Linked DNA regions of Rattus norvegicus: region 2 is linked to region 1. The links are chromatin contacts, called in public Hi-C maps. All regions are on one chromosome and are shown on one strand. The core of a region is the stretch at or near the end of the contact, and the rest is flanking DNA. Distances in the headings are between cores, read along the strand shown.

Region 1 (3,836 bases), core at 340-2,839:
AGATGAATGGGAGAAAAGTTCTGGAGTAGATTCAGACTGGAGCAGGAAGGGAGAGTGAGTTGTTGCCTGTGTCTTTGTGATCTTATCTTGACTTCCTGGAGCCTTCAATTTTCTATTTTAAAGCGTTGATGTTGGCCCACGTCCAGTTCCTTTGCAGCAGTGGCTAGGGTAGACATAATGGCATGGACACAGACTCGTCGGTCAGATCTCAGGCTTAACCTCAGATCTGTCCACAGTTGGCTATTCGATTGGTCAATGTGACAATTCACCAGGGTGTTCATCAAATGTGAACAGTGTGTAATTGTGATTGGGAGGAGTGGTGCATACTGGTAACCCCAGCATCTCAGGAGGCCGAGCAGAAAGATTTAAGCCTGGGAATTAGAGGCCAATTTGGGCAACACAGTCAGACCCCATCTCTTAAAGGGAAAGGGAGAGTTTAGAGAGAATGCTCAGAGAGTAAGAGTATCTCCTTCTCTTGCTCACAGCTGCCTGTGATTCCAATCCCAGGAGATCTAACACTCTCTTGGCTTTTGAAGGCTCCGTCATGTATGTGGTATACATAAACTCACACAGGCTCACACACAAACACGTAAGAATAATTGAATGCGGGCTGGAGAGATGGCTCAGAGGTTAAGAGCACCGACTGCTCTTCCAGAGGTCCTGAGTTCAATTCCCAGCAACCACATGGTGGCTCACAACCATCTATGAATAAAATAAATAAAAAAAAAAAGAATAATTGAATGCATATATAAAGCTTAAGGGAAACCCAAACCAAATCAAAATAAAAAAGGTCACGGATTACAGTACAGATGTTGTATCTGGTGGAGGTGACCTCTGTAGTCATCCAAGCTAACATCTCACATTCTGGTTCTACAGCCTATTTTTAAGGTTGGCACTTGAGGGAGGAGGCAGAAGACATCTGTAGAAGATTAAACTCTGTTTCCCACAGGGTAACAGCCAGGGGGCCTGTCCTCTCCTGCCCAGGCTACAGAACTTCATGGCAGGCCTTGAAAAGTTCCTCCCACTGTAAAGCGGGCTTCTCAAGGGTGGAAAGGGTGGAAAGCCAGGTTAGACACGAGATAGCATAAAAAGCAAAGGCAGAGTGGAATACAGCAAGTTCAACGGCTGAAGGGGAGAGAGGAAGCCATGCTGGGAAGGGAAGAGACTCAGCCAGCAGAGACCCCTCCACTGGGCATCTCGAGCCCAGTGAAGGCTGATGTGGAGCATCCTGCCTGCCTAGGGCGCTAAGTGCCCCTGGGGATGTGTGTGCTGACAGGCAGAACCCACAGAGCTACCAAGTGGGGAGAGCAGGGCAGGGGGCTTTGTGATCTAACAAATAGTTGTATTTTGCGGCAATGTAGATAGTTGTCCCTTGACTTATGGTGAAGTTGTACTCTCCTTCCCTCTCCTCCAAATCAAACAAATAAAAAACCACCTAGTGTGTTGAAAATATACATCGGTACCACAGCACACCTACCCTTCCTGGTTCTGGCTTAGCTGGGTCACTGCACTGTAGTCTTACTTGTGATCTTGGCGACTCTGGTGTGTTGTTTCTGCATACTATTGCAGACTATGGTGGTGTTGGCCAATCACACTGCAAAAGATCAAAGGTCAGACATTCCAGAGTGGTTTCTCCTGAGTGTGTCTCACTTCCACAACACCGTGAAGTTGACAGATTACAAATCTTACTGGACAAGGCTGCTTTATGGTAAAAGAAACATTTCAAAACCTGCCAGGAAGTTTTGTAGCCTGGGCAGGAGAGGACAGGTGCCTGGCTGTTACCCTGTGGGAAACAGATTTTAATTTTCTATAGATGTCTTCTGCCTCCTCCCTCAAGTGTCAAAGAAATCATCTAGAGGGACCATGTGCATTCAAAAAATGTAAGTAATGTGTTGTAAACAAACAAAGGAGACCCGGGGGCTGGAGAAATGACCAAGCCATGGCTAAAGGCACGTGCTGCTTTTGCATTCCCAGCACACATGCAGCAACTTACAACCATCTGTAACTACAGTTCTAGGGGATCAACACCTTCTTCTGACCTCTTCCAGCATCAGGCATGCCCTTGGTGCACAGGCATCCACACAGGCAGAACACTCAGATATACAAAAAGAAATGAACAAAACCACACATAAGGTTAGCATCTGATTCCCTCCCTCACGCCACCCGAGCCCGAGCCCTGTTCGATGTTAGCTTGGTAGGTCACTGAAGGCTTTGTTTTGCGTTCATCTTTTTGTTTACTTTTAAAGATTTATTTACTGCATTTATGTAAGTACACAGTCTCTGCCTTCAGACACACAGAAGAGGCCATTGCATTGGGTGACATTATAGAGGGTCATGATCAAAGCAACTCTTATAAGGACAACATTTAATTGAGACTAGCTTACAGGTTTAGAGGTTCAGTTCATTATCACCAAGGCAGGAGCATGGCAGCGTTCAGGCAGGCATGGTGCAAGAGGAGCTGAGAGTTCTACATCTTCATTTAAAGACCGATAGGAGAAGCCTGGTTTCCAGGAAGCTAGGCCGAGGGTCTTAAAGCCCACATCCACAGTGTTAGACTTCCTCTAAGGCCACACCTACTCCAACAAGGCCACATCTCCTAATAGTGCCACTTCCTGGGCCAAGCATATTCAAACCACCATGAGATGTGTGTGTGTGTGTGTGTGTGTGTGTGTGTGTGTGTGTGTTACACACAAACAAACAAATATTCATCTTCCCCTCTCTTTTCAGCCAGGTATTGAAGGTTGGGCATTCACTCATTTAGGCAAGTAGTAAACATTTATCCTGCTCTTATGGCATCACAGGCCTTTGCTTGGTACAGAGAAAACAGGTCATTTAAACAGGCCCTAACCTGGAAGTTCTCCAAGCCTGAAGAAGGACATGTTAGAACAAAAGTGTGGGTAGGATATTGGGGGATTATCAGGGGTGCAGCAGGCAGTGTACTCAAGCGAGTCTCTGATGAACTATCAATACAGTGAAAGCTGGGCTGATGCAAGGGTGCTGACCCAACCGAGGAGGAAGGAAGACGGCAGAGGCAGGTGTATGTGTTAGGCAATGGCTCCCTAATGTTCCATTAGGGATCACACCCTTAACCTCCTTATAGGCTATCTGAATAAATCCACAGTCCATGCAAAACAATGGGCCTTAGGTCCAGGTTGAGCTCTCTGGCAAGGGCATCTTGAGCCCTGGTTGGCTAGATGCCCGTGGGGAGTGTGTGTCTGGTAGCCTGCTTTCCCTCCTACAGCATTCATCACATGTCTGTTGTCCCCAGGGTCATGTTTGTACCCCCACAAGACTATAAGCTCTGTGATGTAGGAATAAGTCTGTCTTGTCCACTGTTGTGCCCCAGGACCCAGCACAAAGTGGTTCATGGTAAGTGCTCAGTAAAATATTTATTCAAGGGATGAATAATGAATAAGTGGAGGTAAAAGCAGTCAGGCCAAGGACTGGCAAGTCCCTTAGACTCTAGATGTTTCCTTTTATATTCCTTTATTATTAACTATCTGTTATATTAGATATGTAACCAAAACCCAGAGAAGGCTTTAACATCTTATTTTTGATAGAGAACAAATTATATTCAGTGTGGTAATCTGATGCTCCTGATAGGAAACACACAATTCTGGGTAGCCAGCATTTCCATCTTCTAAAAAATTCCTCATTTCTTTGTATTTGAAAACCTTCCTTAACTCCCTCCTTCTTGCTTTTGAAAAAAATGTATATTAAGTCACCCTGTCTTGCTGCAGAACCCTAGAACCAATTCTTCCCATCTGCATCTTGTTACCCACGATCCAACACCAGGCTTCATCCCTATCCCCTTCCACTTCTCGGCCTTGAGTAAC
Region 2 (3,836 bases), core at 452-2,951, 63 kb after region 1:
GTCAGGGCTGGGCTGCCTCTCCTAACAAGGCCCAGGAGATGCTTCAGAGCTGATGGCCTGGGGATCCGCCAGTGGAAACACTGCGATGCTCCTCACATACAACCTCTGCCCAAGAAGCACAAGGACTCGAAGTGAATTCCGTTATAATAGCCATCTTTATTTGTAAAAATCCAGATATAAAACGTAATCTTTCAGTCTTTCCAGGTTTTCCTTTTTTACAAAAACAAAAAGGCACATATAAACCTTCCCCGCTGTCGTCCCCGTCCACGGTGTTTTTCGGGCAGCCCTCCCCCCGCCCCCCATTACAGCTACATGCTTCATTCCAGGACGTCTGGATCCCCACATGCTTTGGTGCTTTCCTACCAGGGTAGAGTTCCGAGCTCCAAGACTTGAAGTACACAAAGGGGGGGTAGGGGTAGGTGCAGTGTGTGGCACAATGTTCCACGGCGTGCAGGGCAGTGGGCTAGTAGTAGGTTTCCTTCTCCACCCAGCCTGAGAGAGACAGAGAGAGAGAGAGGGACATATGTAGTGAGTCCACTTTTGGGAAAAACCAGGACAGTGACTCCCTAAGGATAATCGTGTGTGTGTGTGTGTGTGTGTGTGTGTGTGTGTGTGTGTGTGTGTGTGTGTGCGCGCGCGCGCGCACGCACGTGCGTGCCCGCTCACACATATGCATGTGTGTACCCTGGACCTCAGATGGAGCTAATTAACTCTCTCCAGGAATACTGTGTTATTATTTGGTTTATGTCCAGGGTGTCTTTACATTTGCTTTGCACTTGTTAAGGTCTTAAAATCCACGATGCGTTTCTACCTTAGTTCAGTTCTGTCTGTGGAAGCCACATCTGTAACCTGACATGGGAGGGTGTCCAGCCTGCCTGTTGGCCCACTTACCGCCAGGGCGTCGCCTGATGATGAGCTTCCGCACCTCGTCATACACGAAGATGAGAAGGGAGTAGGGGAAGGCACAGAACCACCAAGTAGGTCTGGAAATTAAATCAGCGCCAAGTCAGACAACACAAGAAACAAGTCAAAGGAAGACAGAGAAGGCGTACATCTTCTCCAAAGTGACCAGAAAACCATCAGAAAGCTGACCACAGGCACACTTAACTATGGATTCATTCACAAAATTAAACAAACAAACAAACAATTCTCCCCAAACCCAATAGAAGCAGCTTTCCCTACATTGCTAGGCCCAGCGTCAGAGGCCAGCCTACATTGTATGCTGGAAGCCTATTCGCCTTAGTTTTCCTACGAGTCAGGCTGAACCCACTATTTTCTGTTGCCGATCTGAGAGTGCATGAACATTTTCTTTCTTCCTTTCCTGAATTACTGAAGCTCCCAAGCGCATTTGTCTCTCGCCTTGGCATCGGCAGACAAAGCACTGCCAGTGTGGGTCAAAGCCACTTAATTCAGACCCTCAACATGGTCTCTGACCATGGAATCCGGGAGGACCAGCTGAGCCCTGACAGATGACAAAGGTCTTCAGACGGGGAGCCTGGAGAGGCTGCCACATGGTCCCCAGCAGAGACAGGCTCCGGGAGGCCTCCTGCAGGCACCAGGCTTCCTTGACTACAGGCTCCTGGATAAACAAAGGAGGAAGGATGGCCCTGCCAGCTTTGCAGTCTCCGCCCTTCCTATGTGCCCAGAACAGCAGTGGGAAGGTGACCTCAGAGCCTCAGCCAGGAACAAAGTCCCGATCAAATGGAGGAGAAGCTGCCAGGAGCAAGTCAGGTCACAGAAGAGTCAAGTGTCCAGAAAAGGGCAGTGTCCTGAGGCTCGGCTCTTCCTCACTGGGACGTCCCAGAGGCTGTGTGGCAGCCTGTGACCTTTCTGTCCCTCTCTCATTCAATAAGGCTCAGGCCAATATAATCCAACCTGGACACTTCCTGCATCCCGTACTCTATGCAGGGTACTACGGAACCTGACGCAGTAACCAGAAAAAGCCATAAAGATTATCTGGAGAGCAGAAACAGCCAACGCCAACAGAGATGTTGCAAGGACTCCAGCCCAAAGGGGCCATCAGGATTGATGGGTTGGGTGGGAACATCCTTACCAAAGACATAAGTAGGGAGGATAACAGTGAACTGACCTACAATGGCCTTGGACAGGCTGAGAGACACACCCTGGATGCCTGCCCCACCTTGCGCCATAGACTCTGACTGTAAACTTGATGAGGCCAAAGCATTTCGATTCTAAGATGAGATCAGTGCATGGACGTTGGCAAGGGGCCGGGAAGGCCCGGATGCGTCTGAGCAATGTCAGGGCCGGGTGGAACTCAAGAGGCTGATGCTCTCAAAGGATCTTATGTTGGAAGAGTGTTGTATTTTGACGCTCACCATGTTTAATCAAGTTGTAGCTGCTTAGCCTCAACCACTTACTGGACAGCAGCAAATGGATGTGGAAGTTTCCACTGGCTTCCAGACTTTGTGGTGAGCACTGCGTATAAAAACTGAGGCCACAAAACTGAAGCACAAAGTCATTCATTCACTATGTTTAAGGCCGGGCTGCTTCTGAACACAGAACAAATTGGGAATTTAGTTTCTAAGCTGCAGAGCTCCCCTCACAACTGACTGTGAGGTCAAGGGAATCACAGATCCTCTCCAAACTCCTTTGGAGTCTCCAGAAAGGTGGAAGTGATATGTGACTACAGCAAGCAAACAGGACTTGGGCCTGGGCCTCTAGGTCCCAGAACAGCTCTAGGTGGCTCTAAGGACAGCTGGACTTTGCAGCAGAGGACCTGAGGGCTCAACAGTCTGCCGCTGAGCAATCTCAAGGAAGCAGATCCTGTACAGTCTCACCTTGGGCCAAATCCTTGGCTCTGGAAGGTCTAGATTTGCCGGTCTGGTTTATTGGCAGGCCTGGCTCTCCTGGCTTTCCTGTCGTCTAGTGCAGAGGAACTAGTTCACACACCACCCGGACTTCAGGCAACTCACACTCGGCAGGAGGGGAAAAGGCACACAGACTATGTCTACACCTTTTGGAATGTAAGAGGCTCAACTTACTTGAGGGGATACATCCTAAGGGCTGCACCCATCCCAGGGCAGTAGGACAGGAAAGCAGCAAGAGCTGTCTCTTCAAAGAGGCCAAATATTAAGATCTTGTTCCTAAAATTCAAGGGAGACAAAAGTTCATACGTTGCAAATGCAGATTTCTTTCCTGGTGCTGTGTGTCAGGTGGCAGCATGAGCTGTCATCGAGATCTGAGTGGCAGGATGGGGGTGGGGGTGGGGGCAGGGGGATGAGCGTTCTTCTTGGCTGGCATGGATAGCATTTTGACATTGTAACATCCTTGTACAGACTTGAGATCTGCAGGTGGCGGGGAGAACTTAGAAACAAGCAAGAAAACCCAAACCTAAACTACCCTTCAGGCTTAAAACTTTTACGCTGGGCTCTATTCACAGGTATCCTGACGTGATGCTGCCTTCAGGGTGCAGGCCGGTGGAGATTCCAGGAACTAGGTCATGGATGTCGGGTGCTGAATTTATTCTGAGGGTTTGTGTAAAATTACCAGATCCTTCACAACTTACTTCATTCCCTGCTGGAAGACAGAATTCCTTCTGGTCTTGCAGATGACCAAGTCAGCCCACTGCACTACCACGATACTGACAAAGAAGGCCGTGTGGCAGGTGAACTCCACAATCTTCCTCTGCTCGTAGGTCTGAAAGGTGAAGCAGGCACCTTAGCCCAGGCTCCTCCCCAGCTCGCACAAGTGGCCATGCTGCCGGTCCTCAGGGCTGGAGGAGCACTGGCTTCCATCCCCCCAGTAAACGGTTACTTACCCACTGCTGCCCGTAGCTGTCCTCCACATCATTGATCCAGCGGTCATCCCAGGTCTCT

The links. Hi-C and Micro-C count contacts between places; a contact is called where the count stands out from the background.
Region 2: a Hi-C map of liver shows a contact between it and region 1, with 2.6 times the contacts expected there. The contact joins two enhancer-like sites. A contact is called at or near these places in 8 of 12 Hi-C or Micro-C datasets (the A7r5 cell line, the Rat2 cell line, Schwann cells and 4 more).

What each region holds. Positions count from the first base shown.
Region 1 is chr2:191,646,227-191,650,062 of GRCr8, forward strand. No RefSeq gene overlaps it. Among named protein-coding and RNA genes, the nearest start is that of Atp1a1, 89 kb to the right of the region's middle. Within about 2 kb of position 1,590, at least 6 of the 93 cell types and tissues checked have an H3K27ac peak or open chromatin away from gene starts, as enhancers often do. A contact at or near this core is called in liver, where this site is marked.
Region 2 is chr2:191,709,175-191,713,010 of GRCr8, forward strand. Atp1a1 (ATPase Na+/K+ transporting subunit alpha 1) reads right to left here. Exons shown (of 23, transcript NM_012504.1): 19 at 3,779-3,836; 20 at 3,527-3,657; 21 at 3,003-3,104; 22 at 892-983; 23 at 137-492. The coding sequence ends at 464. Among named protein-coding and RNA genes, the nearest start is that of Atp1a1, 26 kb to the right of the region's middle. Within about 2 kb of position 1,702, at least 42 of the 93 cell types and tissues checked have an H3K27ac peak or open chromatin away from gene starts, as enhancers often do. A contact at or near this core is called in liver, where this site is marked.